Linked DNA regions of Arabidopsis thaliana: region 2 is linked to region 1. The links are chromatin contacts, called in public capture Hi-C maps. All regions are on one chromosome and are shown on one strand. The core of a region is the stretch at or near the end of the contact, and the rest is flanking DNA. Distances in the headings are between cores, read along the strand shown.

Region 1 (3,982 bases), core at 1,171-3,670:
CGGTTGGATCAACAGATTCACTTGAAGAGCTTGCACTTGGCTTTGGATCTAATCCACCTCCTCGTTTGAGATGATTATTTATTGATTTTGTTTTTTGTAATGTTTTGTGGTCTCTGAAAATAATTTGTTATATATGTCTTCTTCTTTTTTTGTGAGTTGATATAACCAAAAAAATCGTTGTGCATACAGGCTTGATCCAGATATGAGGATTTTTCTTACCGTTTATAGTTTGGGTCTGACTAGGGTTTTGTATGGGGAAATTTTGCAAGGCCTTTACTTGTGACCTAAGGAACTTCCAGTTTTCTGTCCTCCTCTGTTTCTCTTTGGTGACTTAGACTCCGTAACTAATAGAACTTGACACTGCCGTTTATTTTATTGATTGACAACTGAGAATTACAGGGAATAACTGTTACCATGTAACCATGGTTGACATTTTCGATAGGTACATGAGATGAAGAAGAGAGATCCAAAGTTGGCATCAAAGTTCATCTTTATTTGGCGATGAAGATGAGTCAAGAAGATATCTTGTGGCCAAAGAAGCAAGAAGGGAAGCACCATAAGGGAGTAATTCTTCATTAACTTCAAAAAACGGAGAGTGAGGGTTCGCCATTGGTGAATGAGATTTGTTCTGCATCCCAACAAAGCTAAAATGTCCCGGGATTGCTTGTTGGTAGAAAGCAAAATCCTCTGATACCATCACTGGTAGCGTCTCAACATAATTCTCAATCCCTAACATATCCACTGAAACGTTCTTGTAAAACAGGTGCAAGGTTTTATTGTTCACAGTCGGCGGGAAAGGAGGAGTCTCATCTTCAAGAAAGTCAACTGTTGCATTACACATATTTACGCTTGCTTGCGTTGTGATAACCTGAAACATTGGATCTCGCGTTTTAAAGTTTGGTCTCGAGAGGAGAGGAAGACACATCAGAGTGCAAAGTTACTGACCTGAACAATTCTTTGCTTGAGTTGCTCAAAACTTTTAGGTAAAAGGGCTCGGAATGTGCCACCGATAGTAACAGAGTCGGGAATGACATTAAAAGCATCACTGCCTTCAAATGTAGCAACTGTAACCACCTGTAAGCACTCAAATCAACCAACATCCTATAATATAAGAGACACTTTTCTTGAAGAGCCAAAAGAGTAACTATATATACCTGCGAGTCTAAAGGATCTGCCTCTCGTGAAACGAGGTGTTGTAAGCTCAGAATAACATTTGAAGCTGCCAATACTGGATCTATGGCGAATTGAGGAAGAGCTGCATGACCTCCTTTCCCGCTTATCGTAGCTTTGAAACGTCCACTACCAGCCATCAATAGACCCTCTCTTGAGCTCAGTTGACCTAATCCCAATAGATTCGAAACATGTAATCCAAAGATTGCACCCACATTCTCCAATACTCCAGCCTCCACGATTTTCTTTGCACCTGCTCCTCCTTCCTCAGCTGGTTGGAAAACCAGAATCACTGTACCATGATGAATAAAATGTCCAACAAGTGTTAATAAGAAACCAAACAACCTGATGATTGCAACAGTTTGAAAATGTTATTAGCTAAAAAATACAGCACAATACAATACTAAACCTGTAGCTCTTCTTGGTGTTCTTTGAGCAACTTTGCAGCACCGAGGAGCATCGTAGTGTGAGCGTCATGTCCGCAAGCGTGCATCTTCCCTGGAATCTTACTCTTGTGTTCCCATTCCACCATTTCCTACACAATTCCATCATTACCATGTTCAATAAGAATCCACTAGCTTGCAACTCAAGTAATTTAAAATCACATAAGAAATCTGATCCATAAGTCAAATGATAATGGTTATATCTTAAATGCCAGTTAGTATTGTTTGTTGTACTAAAACAAATATTCAGAAAAAAAACAAATTTAAAACATGACACCATTTCGACTAGCAAAATATGATCAGTGATTAAATAATTTGGGCTTGAAGGGAATAGATTCAAAAACTTTGTAAATGAAAACCTTATTATACCTGAATAGGAAGTGCATCCATATCAGCCCTCAAAGCAACAAAGGGGGCATGGCCAGTTCCAACATATCCAATAACACCAGTTACAGCAACTGGATTCTTATAAGACACACCCATCTTGTCCAATTCTGTCTTGACTAGCTTAGATGTCTCTACTTCCTCGTAACCTAACTCTGGGTTCTCGTGGATCCTCCTTCTTATTCCAACCATCCAATCGAAAAAATCTTCTCTTTTAGCTAGACTAAGGAAATTTTTAGGAATTTGAGACAAATCATTCGAGGAACATGAAATCAGACACGAGTTTAGTAAGTGAAGGATCAAAACAAAAGAAACCAATTTGCAGAAACTCATCGTGAATCAAGAGATTGCGTGATGATGAAGTAAGAAACCATGAAGGAAGAAGCGGCATTTATAACCAAGAACTCACATAATAGCAAGCGAAATACAACACGGAAACTTAATAAAAATCTTCATATCTTTTGTAATTTTCTTCGGTCCCAAGTCACCATAAAATATATTCTTTTCCAAATTGATTACCATCAACTACCGAAGGTTTCTTGTTAGTATCTCAAATTATTTTGACGTTGGACAGAATTTAAATATTTCATTTTAAGCGCTCAATAAATATCGGTTCGAGTTTGAACCCAATAAACATGTGGAACATATTTCACCGTGAAGTTGAACCTAAGACATTAATTGTATTTTCGGTTAAAATGTAAATCTGCTTGTTTGCAAAGTAATTAAATTATAAAATGAAATTTAAAGGATTGTTTAGAAGATACACCGTAAATAAAAGTTTCGAGTTATCTGATTTGCAAGATCTTTCCTCTTTTGTTTGGAAAATCATTTCGTTTTCATTTCAAGTTTTCGTGACACGTGAAGAAAAAAGAACTAGAAATTGAACGGTTGTAGTTGTTGGACGGTGTGGTGTGGTACATTTGCTCTTGCTACAAATAGCTATAAAGCACGGCTATAACGTGTTTGATGGATTCTTTCATAAAATTTATTTCCGTATTTAAAATAAATACATTAAATAAAATAGAAACATTTTGCCGAACCATTTCCGTGATTGGTTTAAAATGCTAGCAATCAGAGCCGGCTCTGACCTGAAGCAGCTAAAGCTCATATATGCTTTAGGCACATGATTTTCTTCGTAATTTTATGGGCATCTATTTCCAGTTTTGATCGTAGAATCATCCGTTATGCGCCGCATAAGTTGTTTAATTAACAACATGGGCCTATTGGGCTACTCTCTTTTTTCTTTTGTTGCTTTAAATGGGTTATTTTGGGTTCTTAATTGTTTTAAATGAGACTGAACTTTTGGATTTGGTATTTTATAGTTTTTTATCCCTTAAATCCAAAAGTTCAGTCTCATGCATAGTTTTTGCAAAAACAATTCCAAATTTTATAGTTTTTGATCCCTCTAATTGCAATCACTTTTCCTTGATACCATGAGAAAATGCAAATGAAACATGCCAACACAACAACATTTAGAAGAAAATGCCTTTACTCTTCTTTAAAAAACGAGTAATTTTTCGACTTCTAAACATAGAACAAGAGTAACGGATGCTCCTAGGGGCTGAAAAGAACTCAAAACTCCCTTTATTCAATAATCTGTCATGTCAAAAAATATGTTTAACCTTCACAATACCTGTAATATCATTGTGAAAGAGGAGATTAACTAATGATCAGTTCGGTCCATGATCATACTCTAAACTCAAGAACTTCTCAAAACAAATACCAAGAGTGACGAGTGGAAGATATGTTAGAGCCTAACTCAAGAATCTTGGGTGCAAGTTGCAGTAAAGGCTCCAATGCGCTTGGAGCAAACTTTCTGGCAAAGAGATAACAGATTTGAGACTGATGATCATTGTAGAGGCAAGATTTGGCTCCTGTAAGCTTCTTGAGAAAACTTTCCGTTACATCAGCCTTACCAAAAGTAGCTGGATGAGCACCACCACGTGACCAATCTGTCCATGTCAATGTCCTATTAGCAAGCAAAA
Region 2 (4,570 bases), core at 639-3,138, 210 kb before region 1:
CACATATAAGCAAAGCAAAATAAGCTTTATGTTTTGGTTAATGCAAGATATTACAAGGCAAAAGGAAGTTTACATTATGTCACTTACCATGCTATAAATCGGAGGAATAATTGTATTCTCTTTCGGTTTTAGTGTAGGCATTACCGAGAAACGCGGTGCCATATCCTGAGACCTGAAAGTCCAACTGCCAAAGTATATAGTTTGGAGCATTGTTAGTTCTTGACCAAAGCAAGAACAGCGAAATGTACTTGAAAAGTGGGATCATAACTTACCCAATATAGAGAAAAATGCAGAACTGAGCCCATTCTCGAATTAGTAGCCTGAGCCAATAGTTTTGTGAGGAGTTATCCATGTTCATGTAGATCTGCATAATTTAAAGTGAGTGTGAGTATAAACAATGTAGCAGTAAATTCAACATGATGTCAATCAAGAAAGATTTGGTCATACCACAGTTTCTGCCATTGCTACAATCTGCATAGCTCCTTGGAATTTTCTGAAACCATAAACATAAATAAAAACTCTTAGCAGATTATCTACTTCCATCAACCATCAAACCTGAGGGTAATGAAAAACGTACTTGAACATGATGTATTTAGCATATACAGCATCATGCATAGCTTGAACATTCTCATCTTCGATAAAACTCAGCTGTTCTCGTAACACCGCTAGATTTTGCGATATGTGATGGAATATAACATAGAATGAGATCATGTAGTTAAGTATCAGAAGCACCTGGAGGAGCAAAAAAAGATTGGTTCATTCATCATCTTGTAAGTAAGTAAAAGATTAGCTTTAATGAGTAGGTGAAAAAGGTAAAAACTCACTGCAAAATAAGGAACAGAAGCTCTGTATCCAACAAGAGTCAAATAAAAGACACAACCAAGTGAAGCTGTAGTTCTACGTTCGGTCAACGAGAGCCGTTCACAAGTGATGCAATAACCGTGAGAGATAAGTAAAAAAGACACAAATGAAGCTGTCTGAAACAGAACACCAGTCACATATACACCAAAAGACATCCATAGAGAGCAAATGTGATGGTGAAAACATGAATGCCTGCCACCAAATAACAGATTAATCAACTATAGAGACTTCGAAAACGATCTTTCGATAAAAAGGTTACTGAGAAATAATTTCTCAATATGACAAGGTAACATTAATGGAAACAATAACTTCACAAAGAGGACTTACCAAAAGAGGAAAGATAGTGTGAGCTGTAAGGCTTTGATTAATGGAACTGAAGCAAGAGTCCATTGTAAACTATTTGTCTGCTCTAAACAAAAACACAGAACCAAAATCAAATTGTGTTTCTTCCTTAATGAAAAACATAAAAGAGACAAATCAAAAACAGAATCGTCTGAATTCATGATTAAAACAATAAATCCCAAGTACCATTCTGCAAAAAAAATTGATTAAATTTTGAGTAATATTTGGAATTTGAGAAGAAGTTTCATAAACCCAAGAGTGAAAAATCCAAAATTTATCGAAATAAGATAGAGAAAAAATAGGAGATTTATTGACCTGAAAGTGGCGATTTTTGAAAGTGTTAACCGTCCAAGAACAAGCGGAGAAAGACCAGATCGTTAAAAAGGTTAAGTAGAGAATTGGGAGATGACGATATGAATCATCGACGCCATTGATGCCCTGAGATTCTTCCATTACAAAAGAGAAAGCTTTAATCTCAGAGAAGAACGAAGACAAAATTCTGTTTTTTTGATACTTACTTTTTTTTTGGAAGCTTCACATTTTTGTTGGGGTTTCTAATTCTATTTATGAATCTCTGTACTATTGACACTTGTCTTTTGCACTAATTAATCTTGGTTTTTTGGATAAACCAATTAATTGAGACTTAACTGCCCTTAGATCAATTCCACTAATATCTCCAACTAATTGCTTAGTTTCATTTAATGCAACTAAAATTTGTATACTCATAAAATAATCCGAATATTTGTATCATTTTTCTGTTTTCTATATAATAAAAATTGCTATTAAATTTTTAATAAATTATCCTGAATAAACTTTAAATCATAAACTAATTAATTTTAGTTTGTTTTGTATAATTAATAATAAATAAATGTGGTGTTTATTGTTTTGAACTTTTGAGTCGTCGGGAGAATAGGGGAGCATAAAAAGAAGGTGGAGAAGAGAGAGCAGACATGCGAACAAAATGGTCATTCAACTAACCCACTCTCTCCTTTTTGTCGTTGAGTTTTGATCACCAATACCCTTTTTTTTAATTTATGTAATTTTGTTGGTCGTTGTGACTTTTTCTTGATTTTGATATTTTATATGTTATGTATTATCTATGTAGTTCGTTGCTATAATTTCGTGGTGCAGTTTACCACTTAAATCATATGCTTATTTTGGTTGTTATAGAAAAAAAGGAACGTGGAAGACACTACAAATCAAATTAAAGTCAAAACATCAATTTCGTGGCATATGTAAAATAAAAAAATTGTAGGTTGATGATATATATTCGGACAAGTATCTGCAAGAAGATTAAAATATATAACGGGCAGAGAGAAAGATTCACGTAGGGAAAGATGCAAGCATGTCACTATTTCTTAAGAATGTTTATATGTAATCAACATTATCCATTTAGGTTTACTACAATCTACATTTAACAAATGTCTTTTTTTCCCATAACAATTAACAATGTTAATTTGATCAGAATAACATTTGATGTTAAATCTCAGCTATGCTAAACCTCTAAGTCTAAACACCTAACATCAGATCATCAAGTCGACGAGCTTTGAGATCATTAGAGAAAAGGATCTTGAAGCAAAGCAACAAGAACACCTCCATTTTGACTACAATAATGAATTTATTCCTAGTTTCATTTGGGTCAAGGGTCCGCTTGATTCTGACTTGCCGAACAGTGATATTCGTTCCATAACTATGGAAAAACATTTCTTTTATAAGATTTAGCATCTGACGAAAGATCTGATCCATCTTCCAAAGTATACAGGCCATAATGTAGATACACCAGAAGCTAAATCTTGAAAAAGCAGAGAGATTGCTTCACTAATTTGGCAGTTGCATGAACCGAAGCAAGCAATCAACTATAACCAGTAGAAAAATCTCCTGCAAATATAGCAATCTTTTTTTGTTATGAGTAAAAAAACAAACGAAATTAATCATTCTATTTTTCCAAATAGAACAATCAGTGGACAGATTGAATATCAGTGACCTATATAGCCTATATGAAACAAGTCCACCAATTGCAACAGCCGTGATACATAATGGACTGGGCTGAATTTAGGCCCGATATGAAGATAGCGGTCCAACGTTTAATTAAAACAGTCAATTCTACACTTTTTTGTGTGTACGTACTCTATAATGAAAATATATTGGTAATTGAAAAAGTTAAGACTTGAATTGAAACCACTTAAAGAAGAATTGAATTCATCATGATGAACAATTCAAATCAGTAGTATAATACAATTCTTTTACAGGCATTATTGGGAAAATGAAGGAATAGTACTAGTTAAATTAAAATATTTGAAAGAGAGTTGACAAAATAAAAGAAAGAAATTTGAGAATAGAGAAAAAGAAAGAAGGAAAGAAAGAAAGTGAAGCTTCAGCTTTAAGACGGAGGAGACGCATGCAAAGAAGGTAATGATGTTGTCTCTGTCTCCTACGCAGACCTCTCTCCCACGCCTTTTGTTATTTTTTATACGCCTCTGACCTTCCCCATTCCTTCTTACCTTTATTACCCTCCTATTCACTCTTTTACCACTCGTTTACTACTAGTTAAAACTTAGAAGTAGTAATATTTATTGGTATAAACCTCATTAATTTCATATTGTGGGCATAAATGTAGGAGTATAAGATTAGCATCCGTTAGAGATTAGTCACAAACATTACAACATTAAACGTTAACATTATCTATGTTGTTTTCCATGATTAGATCGAAGAAATTGCATGACCATATCAATGTGCTGTTAGTTCAGTGATAAATCTTTTAGGTGGAAGTGCTGAGTTCGAAACATATTGGGATGAATCTCTTTTCCATAAAAGATGAATTTAACCGAGTGTTTTTGAGTCTGAATTTTCAAATATTAAAAAAAAAAAGAAAATTGCATGACCATAATTTTTTTATTTATAAATATAAAAACTATAGTATAATAAAAAAACTATAGTATAACAATAGGTAATTTTCACAAATAGCAAAAAAATAAAATTTATTACACTAGTATAAGCATTTGATTGCCTTTCTCTTCAATTTGACTGCCTTTTTCTCGTTTACAATTTTCACTGATTATATATTTGAGAATGTTTTAAGCTTTAATTAACCTTTTTTTAACCTTTTGGAACAATTTTTTTGACAATTATACCTATTTAGACCATTTTCGTAGAGTAAACAAGAGAAATTTGGTTTTCCCTCGAGGTGTTGTTGTTTGTTGGTTTATGAAATTGAAATGTGCCAATCATAAAAAAAAACAAAAGAAAATGCCAACGAAAAAGCTAATTTCACAAACGCAACAGCACTATCAAATCACATTATTAAAATAATATTATTATTTTAAGGCCAAAAAAAAAAATCAAAGTTGCCATGAACGAGCTAGAGGAA

What was found. Capture Hi-C pulls out chosen DNA fragments and counts their contacts.
Region 2: a capture Hi-C map of shoot shows a contact between it and region 1, with 4 times the contacts expected there.

The regions. Positions count from the first base shown.
Region 1 is chr1:19,202,950-19,206,931 of TAIR10.1, reverse strand. It overlaps ILL5 (IAA-amino acid hydrolase ILR1-like 5), which reads right to left and starts at 2,420. Exons shown (of 5, transcript NM_104057.1): 1 at 1,983-2,420; 2 at 1,580-1,705; 3 at 1,155-1,469; 4 at 946-1,074; 5 at 346-868. The coding sequence starts at 2,330. The coding sequence ends at 479. It overlaps AT1G51770 (Core-2/I-branching beta-1,6-N-acetylglucosaminyltransferase family protein), which reads right to left. Exons shown (of 2, transcript NM_104056.4): 2 at 3,546-3,982. The coding sequence ends at 3,708. It overlaps AT1G51790 (Leucine-rich repeat protein kinase family protein), which reads left to right. Exons shown (of 13, transcript NM_001333503.1): 13 at 1-221. The coding sequence ends at 74.
Region 2 is chr1:19,414,752-19,419,321 of TAIR10.1, reverse strand. It overlaps AT1G52155, which reads right to left and starts at 1,888. Exons shown (of 9, transcript NM_148579.4): 1 at 1,519-1,888; 2 at 1,189-1,265; 3 at 825-1,053; 4 at 578-732; 5 at 448-493; 6 at 273-364; 7 at 88-184. The coding sequence starts at 1,656. ATHB-15 (Homeobox-leucine zipper family protein / lipid-binding START domain-containing protein) reads left to right here and starts at 4,558. Exons shown (of 18, transcript NM_104096.3): 1 at 4,558-4,570.